2 separate regions of the Mus musculus genome follow, and region 1 is linked to region 2. The links are chromatin contacts, called in public HiChIP or PLAC-seq maps. All regions are on one chromosome and are shown on one strand. Each heading gives the region's core, a stretch centred on a gene start, on an enhancer-like site or on the middle of the called end of the contact. The rest is flanking DNA. Distances are from core to core; before and after follow the strand shown.

Region 1 (7,195 bases), core at 2,332-4,831, 1.4 Mb after region 2:
CATATAAAATACTCAGGAATTGCTGGTTGTTTGTGAGCCTAGAGGCTGCCTGGGGCTGAGAAAAAAGAAAAACAAACCTGGGTATGCCCCATAGTTAAAACATTCCTGGGAACAGCTTAACCTTAAAGATAAAGAGGAATGTGAGGACATAACAGGGCTATCTAAACTGAGTCAACAACTCACAGAACTCTGACACCCTGCACGTACATGTAATTTTTCTGCTGATGTTTGAATAAGGCAGTAGTGTGTCGCTATGCAATTCCACACCCCTAAGCCCCTTACCCCGTAAAAACCCCTAGCTTTCGAGCCTCGTGGCCAACATCCATTATCTCCTGTGTGGGATGCATGTCGGTCCGGAGCTCCGTAATTAAACGACCTCATGTAATTACATCAAGATGGTCCTTCATGATTTTTTTGGGTGCACGCCGAATCGGGAATTGAGTGGGGGTTTCCCCGCTAGGTTCTATCAAGGCCCAGAGGCTCTCTCTATCCATTGTTGCATATATGGATATAGAACTCTCAGGTACTTTTTCAGCACCATGTCTACCAGCACTATGCCATGCTCCCTGCCATGGCAATAATAAATTTCTGAAATATAGACAAGTCCCAATTAAATGCTTCCTTTATAAGAGTTGTCATGGTGATGGTGTCTCTTGATAGTAATAGAGCACTGGCTAAGACAATTCAACCCCAGCTTTTTAGTTTTTTTTTTTTCTTCTTCTTCTTCCTAGTAGCATACAAAGACATAATTTAAGTCCCATTACTGTTTTTGACCATGGGCTGAGAGGTGCAGGTCTTTTAATGAAGAATTGATCGCCTTATTAGCTATATTGGACTTTTACTGCAGGTCTTGAGGCTGCAGTGGTTCTATTAATATAGGCTCTTGCCCTTGGCAGCCTCAGTTTCCCTCCTCCATATTCAACCTTTCATGTGATATGATTTTCTCTTTCCTCTCTTGTCTGCCATCCTTATCAATTCAGTTCCTCACACTGTTTTTTTGTTTGTTTGTTTGTTTGTTTTTGTTTTTCGAGACAGGGTTTCTCTGTGTAGCCCTGGCTATCCTGGAATTCACTTTGAAGACCAGGCTGGCCTCGAATTCAGAAATCTGCCTGACTCTGCCTCCCGAGTGCTGGGATTAAAGGTGTGCGCTTCCTCACACTGGCACCCTACTTGGGATATTTTCTTAGCTTCGAGTTGAATTCCTTCCATTCCCTTAGATAACTCCATTCATTACACATTTCAATAGATGCTCAGTAGACGTTTGAAATCACACAAAACAAAGACTTGTACTTTGTCCTATTCCTGTAGCCAATGAGGTTAAGTATAATTTACACTTAGTGTAGTAAGAATTTGCCAACAACAACTAATACTAAAGTACGATAACAAAAGCGATGCAAACGGCAGTGATGAATGCATTTTCGGTTTTGTTCAGTAAGTCAACATAAAGACAAAGCAATAGTGAAGGGACAAATCTTCATCAAGTGAGAGTGGGGACAGGCTGGGGAAGGCCCTTTGGGGACACTCCTTTGAAGTTTCCAATAGAGAGAGAGAGAGTCCTGGGCAGAGAAGAGTGAGGGTGAGAATTCCAACGAGAAGAACCAATACCTACAGTTAGAAAAAAACAGCATTAAACGGGATGCTTACGATACTCAGCAAAAACCAAACCAGGAAGTTAAGGCAGTTAAGTTTCTCTCCATGGCTGACCTTCACACTGTAGACCTGTATACATCACAGTTAAAACATGTTGGAAATGATTGACCTAGTTTTTAAGAAGGTCATATTTTTATTCTTGAGCTGTTTTGTCCTCCTTGTAACAGAGATGGAAAACCAGACATCCCCAGACAAGAAGCCCTGGAGGACACTGTAAGACAAATATTCTCTGAAGTAGCAGGAGGATAGAACCAGCCTCTCCCTGAGCAAACAATGCATACCAATTTACAAGTGTAAAGTGCACTACAGTCACTAGGGCAAGGTTGGGTAATGGAAGCTGTGTGAGGGCAGCCTGTCAATCAAGAGATCTGATTATGCAGAGCCCACCCTTTTTTGTGTGTTGATGTTGAAATCAAAGAAAACCAACCACCAGTAAGTGAGTGGGTGGTGTGCATTGGGCTGGGCTTGTCCCTTAGGCTATGAACTCCCTGGTAAAGCAGGAAATAACTTTTGTGGAGTTCCCTATATCTAAAATACCTCTGGTTGAGACCTCACAGCTGGAGGAGAAACTCTGCTGAGGCTTGTAAAAAGGAAACTGAAAACTAGCATTTGCTTGGGCAGAGCCTTAATATATAATTATTTTGCCCCAGCATCAGGGTTTAGGACTCAGCTATAGGGCCAGGACTAGCCAAGCTTCAAAGTGAAAGAAGATAGTTGAGAGTACTTTCTGCTTTCTGTCTCCCAAGACCTGATTTTCATGATTTTCATGTCCTACTACTCATAGTGAAAATCTTTGTGAGGCGGATGGTTTGAACTCTCAGGACATACACCAGTCCCTGAGTTGAGAACTAAGGCTGCTTTGGAGAGAAGAAAATCCCCTGAGGTAAGTAAGATATGTCAGAAGTTTTCTAGAGAAAGCTTTAGGACCATTTTGCTAATCAGTAAATTAAGAGGAAAGAGAGTCCTGGGTTTCTGAGGTTAGAAAGAGGGATTAGTATTGACTGTATTCTAGAAAAGAATAAGGCTGCAGGAAGCCTGGTTCTAAACCTTCAGTTGACTGAGGAACAGAAGTTATCTTTTATTGCACCACAACTGAGACCTTTACAAAAGAAAGTGCATTTGGCCGTGGCAGGAATTAGAATATATTGTTCAGAGGGTTGACCCAGACTGAGCCTAAAAGGAACTCTGATTTTCTGGGTGTGTTGGTCTGTAGGTGTTTTATTGACATGAATTTATATTTAGAAGAGGGCTTTTGATTTCTAGCTGAAGGGGGAAGAAACATAGGGGCCAGGGAGCTATTTCTCGATAAAAGGTGAGAATAATGGCATGACAGAAAGCCTGTGATGTAACGTTAGCTTGAAAGCATCAGAGCTCAAAATTCTAAGTAACCTTAATCTAAGAAGAAAATATCTAATAAAAAAAATGTGGGGAAAAAAAAACCCAGCATGGTAGTAACACAAAAGAACAATTAAAAAAAAATCAGACACGGAATCAAATAGAAAAAAAAAAAAAAAAAAAAGAAAGAAATGCCAAGCAGATAATGTTACTCCATAATCCCAAATGTTCAAGTGACATGGCATCTTTTAAAAATTATATGTGCTTTTAATCTCTATTTCCTTTACTTTATTAGGTAATAGCAAGTTTATTTCAGTCTAGTTCCAATTGGATCCTGCTTTCCCATTTCCATAGTTAAATCCCTGGAATTTGGGGGAAGGATCATTCCTATGGTATCTGTTGAGGTTTGAATATATGCCGGCTGGTGGCTCCGGAAGGTCTTGGGACTTTCACAAGGAGGAACTTACTGGAGAAACCTTATTGGAGGAAGTGGGTCACTGAGGGCGGCCTGTGAGAGGTGATAGGCGGTCTCACTTGTAACTCTGTTTCTTTGTCTGAGCAAGAATCACAACCTGCCTGCTTCCTGTCCTGCCTGCTTCCTGTCCTGTCTGCCGCCATGCTTCCTTAACTAGCTGCTAGGTTTTTTCCTTGTCGTGATGAAATCCACCCTCATGGACCTGTAAGTAAAATTAAAACCTACTTCTCCCCTATGTTGCTAATGTTCATGACATTTTATCAAAACAGAAAAGAAACTAATACAGCAAAATGCTGGGTCCTGTTTACATATCCAATTCTGTCTTTTGCGGGGAACTGAAAAGAGATATTAAGGAAAAGTGATTGCTAAGAGATATTTAAGGAAAAGTGATTGCTACTTCCTGTTATTTTTGTTGTTAGAGGTGGAATTATATCTGTGTGGCTATATTCTTTTAGTTTTTTTGAAAGATTACTTTCTTGCTTTTTTCTAGGGTGTAGTTTCCCTCTTGTGTTGGTGTTTTCCATCTATTATACTTTGTAGGGCCGGATTTATGAGAAAATATTGTGTAAATTTGGTTATGTCATGGAATATTTTGGTTTCTTCATCTATGGTAATTGAGATTTTTGCTGGGTATAGTAGCCTGGGCTGCCATGTGTATTCTCTTAGGGTCTATATGAAATCTACCCAGGATCTTCTGGCTTTCATAGTCTCTGTGGAGAAGTCTGGTGTAATTCTGATAGGTCTGACTTTATGTTACTTGACCTTTTTCCCTTACCACTTTTAATATTCTTTTTTTGTTTGGTGCATTTGGTGTTTTGATTATTATGACAGGAGGAATTTCTTTTCCGGTCCAGTTTGGAGTTCTGTAGACTTCTTGTATGTTCATGAGCATCTTTTTGTTTAGGTTAGGGGAGTTTTCTTCTATATTTTTGTTGAAAATCTTTACTGGCCCTTTAAGTTGGGAATCTTCGCTCTCTTCTATACCTATTATCCTTAGGTTTGATCTTCTCATTGTGTCCTGGATTTTCTGGATGTTTTGGGTTAAGAGCTTTTTGCATTTTCTTTGACTGTTTTGTCAATATTTTCTATGGTATCTTCTGCATCTGAGATTCTGTCTTCTATCTCTTGTATTCTGTTGGTGATGCTTGCATCTATGACTCTTGATCTCTTTTGTAGGTTTTCTAACTCCAGGGTTGTCTCCCTTTGTGATTTCTTTATTGTCTCTATTTCCATTTTTAGATCTTGGATGATTTTGTTCATTTCCTTTACCTGTTTGATTGTTTTTTCCTGTAATTCTTTAAGAGATTTTTGTGTTGCCTCTTTAAGTGCTTATAGCTGTTTACTGTGTTCTCCTGTATTAAATATTCATTAATGATATTTTTAGGGTATGAAAGGATATCAATATAAAAGTTGAACACATTTTTACAGACTATTTGATTCTCAAAATGCTCAATATTATTAATATGTTTGATGTATAAAATACATTTAAATATTAAAAATTGAAGAAAAAAAAGAAACTAATACAGTAACTACTCTTTGGAACTCAGTGATAACCTTTGTGCCCTTACCGAAAGTGTGGTAAGTATTTCTAAGTATCAGAACATAGTTGTTAATTATGTTGTTCAACTTTTCTACTTTTTTGCTTTTTGTTTTATTTTATTCTTGGCTATTTAAAGCGTTAGTTACTGAAGGAAATGTTTTGTAATTTCTGACCATCATGGTACATTTGCCATTTGTTAGTGGAGAACTGTCAAATTTTGTTTACAACTGTTGACTTTATTCAATGAGGTGCTTACTGTTTAGAATTGTTGGTTATATTACCTTGATGACTTTAACATTTAATTGTTGTATAGCAACTCTGTCCTTAATGGCACTATTTGTCTTATAGTCTTCTCTGACTAATATTGATAGAGCTGCTCTAACTAGAGTTTTTGTGCTTAGTGCCTGATACATATGTTCACGTATTTTTTGCTTTGCAGCTACTCAGCACTTCAATTTCCCCCACTGTGTCTTTTTTAAACACCACAGGCACCACAGTGGGTTTTATTCCAGTTTAGCATTCTTTTTAAACCCATGAGTCTAATTCATGTGCGTTCTGTCAGTTGAAATGTTTGAATCTTGTGTAACCATCTTATATCGCTTCATATGATATTTCCATGTTTGTTTTCTTCTTTTTAAAAATACACTTAAGATTATTCTTTACACAGAATGATGCATATTATGTTAGTCATGTTTTTAAAAGTCCCATTTATACATCTTGTGGGGAAACGCCATTTATCATTATCCCAGAATAATGCTTTCTGATGTACTTTTTGGTGAAACTGAATAACATCACATTTACTGCTTCAATAAGGTAAACTAGCATACAGCCAGTCACTGCAAAGTGAATAATCCATTGTGATTTAGTACATAGATAAGGCTGTATACCTTCCCTTAGATCTAGCTCCAAGATATAAGAATTACTCTTTCTATTTATCTCTGTAATTGTTTAAATGTTACCTCCTCAAATAGACATAGTCTGACGACCAACTTGAGTTACACTACACAGCCCCAGCCTGTACACTACACAGCTATACATACTTGTATTTGTTGTGGGGATAGTGAAGAAATCTTGCCTGATTCATGACTCATTTCCTCTAAGACTTACAAGATGCCTTACTGGACAAAACGAACTGATTGGTGAACAACAGCAGTTGATTTACTAGTTTATCCCTCAAGTGCATATCTTTTCCATTTTTATTTTCAAAAGGAGTTTTGGAAGTTTTTACACCATAGGGATAGCTGTTTAGTCACAGACAAGTGTATAGGGAGTGTAGAGCAAAGCACAGGATTTTTGGGATACTCCCATGAAGCAACTGCATAATCTGTGGTGGGGGCAGCCCATCCTGTGGCAATCATTCTCAGGAGAAGGCATGTTGGTACTGGCATGGTGCTGAGTTTGTAGAGATCTCTCTGCCATGCTACATATTAAATCCTCACAGTACCATCTCCTACTATGTGTATTTAACTGATGGGGAATTAATCCCATCAGAAAATTACAAGATGAGGTCAGAGCCTGATATACCACATTTTACTAAGGTATTTTTCTAAGTTAAAACTAGACACCTCTCTGTAAGTTGTGGCTTCTGGAGATTTGTAAGAAGGCATTCAATCAGCATTAAGTAGTGACTTAATCTGCTGCTCAACATGAGAACAAGGCCTTAGGCATCTGTTGTCCAGGGTCTGACGGAATGGACGTTTATTATTAGACTATTTTAAGAAGGAGAAAAAATGCTCTCTGACATTTCAAAGTCTCTTCCAGTTTCTTGCTTTCCCCATAGTATGATAAATATAAACTTCAAACTATAATAGTAACATATGTTGAGCACACCAGGTGTCAGGGATATCTCAAGAATTGCATGCTTATATAACTCAGTCACATCTCACATGGAGTCTATGCAGTAGAGACTCTCAGGTGGTTCTTCATCAAAGTGCTAGAAAAGATCTTTGATCCTATCATAGAGCAAGAAAGTGAAAACGTGATTCTAATGAATGTAGTCTCTGTACCAGGAAAATATCGCCCAGAAGAAAAATAATGTAAACAAATACACACAATTAGATTTTCTAGTAGCTACATTAAAAAACAAAAGCAAAACCCAATAACAGCAACCCAATATGTTTGATTAAAGTCAAAGTATCCAAAATATGTACTTAGTCCTCAAAACTCTGGCACATATTTTGTTCTCAGAGAACATA
Region 2 (7,109 bases), core at 3,212-5,711:
GTTCTCTCCCTATCTTCCTAGCCTTTAAAAAGTGGTTAAGAACAGCCAGGCGTCGTGGAACAGGGCTTTAATACCTGCACTCAGGAGCCAGAAAGGAAGGCAGGTCTCTACAAGTTCCAGGCCAATTTAGTCTACATAGCGAGTTCCAGGTCAGCCAAAGATGGAAAAAAAAAAAAAGACTTTGCCTCAAAAATAAATAAATAAATAAATAAACAAATAAATAAGTAAATAAATAAATGGGATAAGCTAAGGAATATCCTGTGTAGTAGAATATTACTAAGCCATAAAAAGCATTACATATACTATGATGTACATACATACATACATACATACATACATATGAGTGAGCCTTGCAAACATTCTGAGAAGAGGATGCCAGACATAAAATGATGAAATTTAGAGAAAAAAGCCAGAACAGGCAACTCCACAGAGACAGAAGGTAGTTTGGGGGTAGTCAAAGACTAAACAAGAGGGCACGGGATCAACTGTATGTATGTCCGCAGTTCTTTCAGAGCTAGTGAGCATGTTCCACAGCTGGACAGAGATGGTTGGATCATACTGTTTGTGCACTGAATTCCATTCTCTTGAAAGAAGTGCATTTCATGTTAACTTTTAATAGTGGCCAACACATCTCCCTCAGGAACCTTGCCCAATACTGCACCTCAGACAGAACCAAACTCTATGCTGCAAAGGCCTCCAGAATACACCTCCATACGGCACTAAGGGGCGGGGGGGGGGGGGGATCCGGGGATTGACGTGTCCAAGCGTGTTTCCCCTGTGAACAGTGTCTCTTCCCCACTCCATCCCCCGGGTTTCACACAGCACCTGGCAGAGAGTGGACTGTGCTGAATATGGTCTGCCAGAGGAGAGAAAAGACAACACATAGCCTCACTCCCTCACCTACTCCATCCATGGATCACCATCCAAGCCATGGCAGCCAGGACTTACTAAGTCATTCCGCTGTGTCAGACGCTGAGGAACACACTCTCCCCAGGTTAGCTCACTTGGTCGTCATAAACCTACCAGGAGGAACCTATCACCAACCTCATGTCACAGGTGAGGCTTCCAAAACTTAGCTGTTTTATCTCGGGTCACAGAATGGGGATGCAGCGAAGCTAGAAGTTCAGAGCAAACTGTCATCAAAGGAGAGAGGTCTCAGTGCAGGGTGGGGACTTGGGATTCCTTGGAGTATGGTGTCTTAAACCTCCCAGGAGGCTAGGGCATGAAGCTTTAATTACATGCACCAGGTCACACTGCTCTTAGCCCTAAGTGAAACTGGCTGCCTCTTCCTTTGGGCCTCATAATGTAGGAACCAGCAAAGGAGAAAAGCGGAGTCCCTGAGCCTCAAGGGAATGAAGGACCAGGGAAAAAGAAAGATCTTCCTCCTCCAAGACCTCCAGGAAGGTGAGGGAGCAGACACCAGAGAAGGCAGCTCTGCAGGGGGGAATTAGAGAAAGTACAAAACAGGACCAAGACAATGGCGAAGGAGGGGCCAGTGTGGCCATTGGCTCCCAGTCGGGAAACACTCTTTGAAATGGCACTTCCCATTGTCTGACCACAATTCCTCCTCCTTGGAGGACAACTCCTACTGGTAGGGAGCATACACTGGGCGAACAAGGTATGCAGAAAGCCAGGCCACTTGCCTCGGACAGGGGCACCTTGCAGGCCCTGGGAAAAACCATCTGATAGGTGCCTGGCTTGAAGAGATGGGACACTGGGCGGGGACAGAGTTTTCATAGCTGCCTCTTCCTGCCCCAATGTTTTCTAGCCCTCTCCCCCTCTTCTCCCCAGGCTTTATGGAGGGTAGGGATCTCTGAGGGCTAAAGATGGAACATTCCAACTGCACATGCCCATTAGAGACCAACATTCCAGTGGCAATTACCCAGGACCCTAATGGGCATGTGCAACTCCAGCCCCCGTCTTAAAACCAGTGTCTCCGCCTAACTAGCCTCTGGCAGCAAGAAGAAGAGTTGAGAATGTGCAGCTGGGAAGAAGGCTTGGGTCCCAGAGGAAATGAGAACCCCTGTCTTCCCGTCACCCCAAAAAGGAAGGAACAAGAGCAAAGGGAAAGGAGGTAGCTGCTACCTCTCAGGGAGGAAGAGATGTCTATCCCCCAGTCTGACTTTCACCCGCTCTCACGAGGATGAATACAGACCCTTTTCCCACCAAGTGGACGTCTGCCCTCTTGAAAGCTCAACTCCAACAAACATAAACGGACACACATTTACACAGAAACACACTCATATGCACACACTTGAACGCGTGTGCACACACACACTCTCAGACACACATACATGCATGCACACATATACACACACATATTCACACACACAAACACTCCATCCAGAGTGTGCTTCTAATTTTTAAAAAAACTGCAGGATAAACTACTTGGACCCACTTGCAGAAACTCCCAGAGAAGCACCCCATGTCACTTTATCGACCCTACCGCTCCCTGCCAGGCCTCATGCCTTGGTGTATGCCGCTTCTAGCCTCCAGCCCACACCCCTCAGGATCCTAGAGGCAAGGCAGAGTTGGAGGGCTCTGAAGTAGCCACCTTCAAGATGGCTTTCCAAGAGAGCCGTGGCCTCAAAGAGAGTAACTGGGTCAGAGAAGCCAAGCGTATGGCCTCAAAGGGCACTAAAGCCCAGCCTGTGACAGCGAGGAAGGCCACTATTATGTCCTTGACTCCTGAACCCCAAAATTCCTTTAAGACGACTGGGCTCCTCCACCTCCCCAGCCCCCACAACACACACCAGCTCCCAGAAAAGTCCATCTCCCCAAATAAACATCACCTAAGACAACTCACTACTCACTACCCCCCCCCCAATGCACAATCCTCACAGGGGTCTCACACACTCAAGACACTACCCTTGAATCTAGGCAGGGCCATTCAAATCCTGCAGACAGCCTTCCCTGTGGGCTTTCTGCCAGGAAAATCTGCCTGCAGAGACAAGAGGTACCCCCAATACACACTCAAAATACACACTAGCAAAGACGAGCACATATCCACAGCTATCCATCAGTACAGGTTACTCACAAGAGCACAGATTCACACACACACACTCACACCCCTTCCCACCACACAGGTGCATACACACCTACCCCATATATGCCTACCACCCATTCAGCTTTTATAAACCCACCTTCTCTAATACCTGCCCATCTCTTTCCCATAAGCCCCTCTCTCAGCACATACACACACAGACACACACCCCTTCCCTTGAGTATACACACAAATACATACCCAAATACACAGCAGATGTGTGTGGTCAGCTCTCTCTCTCTCTCTCTCTCTCTCACACACACACAGAGAGAGAGAGAGAGAGAGAGAGAGAGAGAGAGAGAGAGAGAGAGAGAGAAACATCTACACATCCAAACCCAGGGCCCACCTGCAGGAACACGCAGTACGTCAAAGCGTATATGCACACACACACACACACACACACACACACACACACACACATACACACACAAAACAAAGAATCATGCATACTGATCCCCCAACCAACCCTTTAAAACTCACTAATGCAGTGCTTAGGACCTTCGATGAGTAAATAGGACAAGGGACAAATATGATGTCGTTGGTTCCCCACACACACCCCAACACACATTCACCAGTATCGCCGCAAGTCCCATCCTTGGGCTACACACACACACTGCTGTGCGGGGCCATCTCTCAAGGATCCACTCTACCCCCTAAACACATACCTGCCCCTTCCTCCCCACACTCCAAAGGTGTGTATGCATCCCTACATACCTTCAGCTTCCAATACCTCCAGCCTCCGATCCTTCCACGGCCTCTCCCACCACCTCCAACACACGCTACCCAATCCCCGGCTTCAATGGGTTCCCTTGGGATCGTTCAGGCGCCCGCCCTGGGCCCCCCGGCCCAGGAAAGTCCCCGGCTCTTAAGGCCTGGGCTCCGCCCCTTCCCCATACGCCCCTTCCCCTCCCCAAAGTTGGGGTTACTCCGCTGTGCAGTGGAGGACAGACCGGAAGGGGGTGCCTCAAGCCCCCCTTCCCCCAGAAGCCATCCTGCTTTCTCCAGGGCCGGGCGCTCCCTGGTCTTTTGCATGGTTTCCTTCTTTTTTCTGTTGCTTTCTTTCTTTCTTTCCTTTTTTTTTTCCGCAAACTTTGCCCGCGCCCCCGCGGCCCGCCACTCACCCGCCACTGCGAACAGCCCGGTGGACTGGGCGCACGCCCCACTCCGCTCCGCGCCTTTGTATCCGCAGCGCACCCGGTCTTTCCGAACTCCGCGCTCCAGAACCGGCAGCGCGGGCGATGGGGGTTGACGAGGGGGGCTCCTGAGGTCGCTCACCCCGGCTCCGTCCCAGACCACTCGCCTGTTTCCCCCTCGAGGCCCCGGGGGCAGGGGGCCGGAGGGGACTGCAGGGCACTCAGGCTCCCATGGCGGGACCCAGAACCAAGCAATCGGGGATCAGGAATCAGATCTGGAGCCGGCGGCGGAGGGGGAGGGGACCAGAGGGGGAGGGGACCAGAAGGGGGCAGGGGGCGGGGAGAGAGCTCCCAGGTGCCGCCTCCCGGCTGTTCCCGCAGCCGCCGCCCCTCCCGCTGCTGCGTCCATTGTCTGCGGCCCGGCTCTTCCCCGAGTCGCGGCACCCCCAGCCCTGCGCCTGGCCATGCCCTGCGCCCTCTGGATCCTGGGAATCCGCTCCTGGCTTCCAGACCTGGCCAGGAAGGTGTGCTCGAAGCTGCCTCGGCTCTTGGCTTTGGTCCAGCCCGCAGCCCCTCTTGGAGCTGTCTTCTTCGACCCCCGATTGAAAACCTTTCCCCTAGGCCCTGATGTTGGCCATATTCTCTTCTTTAGAACCACAAACCTGGTCTCACAAACTCCAGTGGAATCTGAGACGTGGGGAAGATTGGTCCCCTCCGGCCTAGAACTGCGAAAAGGGTCATCCCTGATATTAATTAGTGACAAGAGACAGGCCCCTCTCCCATGTATACGGTATTTCCCTGACACCATACCCCTCCTTCTTCCAAAAATAATTTAATTACTCGGTGTTCTAGCTGTGAGCGAAGACCGCCTAGTCAGACTGGGACGCTCACTCATTAACACGTTTTCCTCCCCTCTGGTTTGAGTGTTGGGATTAATTACAAAGGGAATCCTGCCCTAGGGGAGAGGGGGAGGGGGAGAAGACGAGGGCCCGCGACTTGGGGCACCAGAGGAGAGGGGGGCCTTCTCCCAGGAAGCCTAGAGAGAGAGGAAAAAAAAAAAAAAACCCGGGTGGATGCGGAACTCCAAAACTTTTGGCTAATTTAGCTTTGCAGGTAGGACCCAGGGAATGTAGGCTAGAATAAAATATCTGGCACATTTAGGGCATTTCCAGTTCAGAGCACACTAAGAAACAAACCAGTTAGAGTTGCTAAAGTGCCTAGGAACCCAACAGGGACGAGCCCACCATAAAGTAGCTGTGGGAAGGCCAGGTTGCCCTCGGAGTGAATGAAAGCAAAAGTATTATTACATTATTACATTGCTGCTAGTACTATTTACCTTGTAACCTGCCACTTACCTAGAACAGTGCCGCTTCAAAAGCATCTTCGAACACGTTTCCACACCCCCACCATCTCCACCTTCCAATTCTGATACCTGCCCCTCCCAACCCTGTGATTAAGAAATCCCAGAGAAGGCGACTCCCAGTCTCTGTTCCTTTCTCTAATGGAGTCTTCCCTAAAACTCAGGCACATCTCTGTTATACATTCGAACCAGTCCCCAAATGAGGACAGATTGTCTTTGTCCGCATATGGCTGTTCAAAGGTGAAGAAGCTAAACAAACGCTGCTTCCCTTCAGCTCTGCCCAAACCCTTGTTTCTCTCCAGCCACTGTTCCCGCATATTAGCAAAGAACTTAGCGTTAAGACGACGTGAATGAAATACAGTCATAGTTTCAAGTACCACAGTCTCTGCAAACACAATGACCTTCCTTCACCTACGTCTGTCATGTGCCAGGCACTGGACTGCTCTGGGGGTCCTGTAACCACACCAGGAATGCAAGGAAAGAGCAGAACAGTGGAAGACAGTAAAAGGAGACAGAAAGACCTCAGAGTCCCCTTACCTGTCCAAAGCACACCTCCAGTGTTGAGCACTAGTCTATAACTTGACAGTGTTAGAACTGCCACATTACGTTGCGGGCAGGATCTCTTTTATGTTTAGTGTAAATTATATTCACATTCTGCCAGCTTGTTTCCCAGACCCGGAGACAGGCCCCAAAGAATTGGAAATGAGTTTCTGACGTCAGAATTACAAATGACTTTGTAGAGCGGGCCCCAGCTGAAGTTTGAGATGTAAGTCAAGATGTCACGAACGTACGTACGGGAGACTTCAGGATTGATGTCTGTTAAGTGTGAAACGGGAATACACTCAGTTCTTCCTCTCCTCCCAGAACCAGATGTAATTGAGAAGTTACATCTGCAAGGAGAGTACTGCCTTAAACAGGTGTCTGACATTAAATGTAATCATTCTAGTGCTTCCTATCCAACAACTCTCTGAACAAGCCTCCACTCTCGCCCTTAGAATGAATTTCACACATCTTCAAATCTCAGAGAGTAGTGAAGCCAAGACCCAAAGACAAGGGTCAGGCATTCAGGATCTGAAGGACTTAGCCTAATTCTTTAGGAAGAAGAAGAGCACCCAGGTAGGTGGCATCTAACCACAATTTTCCCTTTGAGGAAAACCTGCAGAGTCAGAGGGAGGTTGGAAACTAGGGAGGCCAGGAACCTGAAGGAATACATAGGGGGACAAATTGGACTTTGGGGGTTTATTTGTTTCATTCCATAGTCCAGATCTCTTCTGGTAGTAAGGCTAGTTTAGAATTTAAAACCCTCCTGTCAGGGATGGCCAGATGGCCATGAGAATGAATGGAAATCTGCAACTGATGGGGGTGAGGAGGTAGGGGGCATATCCAGGAGGAGACAGAGATCTGGGATAAGGGAGGCACCCAAGATTCAATGGGGGTGTCCTTAGTTGTGAGTCACAGCACTGGGGATATGGAACATGAAGAGGCCACCTCCTGTAGCCAGGCAGGAACCCTAGTGGAACAATACAGACACCAACCCCCCCCCCACACACACACAAAACTTTTGACCCAAAAT

The links. HiChIP or PLAC-seq counts read pairs in DNA pulled down with a chosen protein or histone mark.
Region 1: an H3K27ac HiChIP or PLAC-seq map of embryonic stem cells shows a contact between it and region 2, with 15 times the contacts expected there. The contact joins the promoter of Aim2 here to the promoter of Vangl2 in region 2. A contact is called at or near these places in 1 of 39 promoter capture datasets (the 3T3-L1 cell line) and 1 of 115 datasets of contacts at active chromatin or transcription factors (embryonic stem cells).

The regions. Positions count from the first base shown.
Region 1 is chr1:173,417,023-173,424,217 of GRCm38.p6, forward strand. Aim2 (absent in melanoma 2) reads left to right here and starts at 3,582. Exons shown (of 9, transcript NM_001013779.2): 1 at 3,582-3,664.
Region 2 is chr1:172,022,834-172,029,942 of GRCm38.p6, forward strand. It overlaps Vangl2 (VANGL planar cell polarity 2), which reads right to left and starts at 4,462. Exons shown (of 8, transcript NM_033509.4): 1 at 4,165-4,462.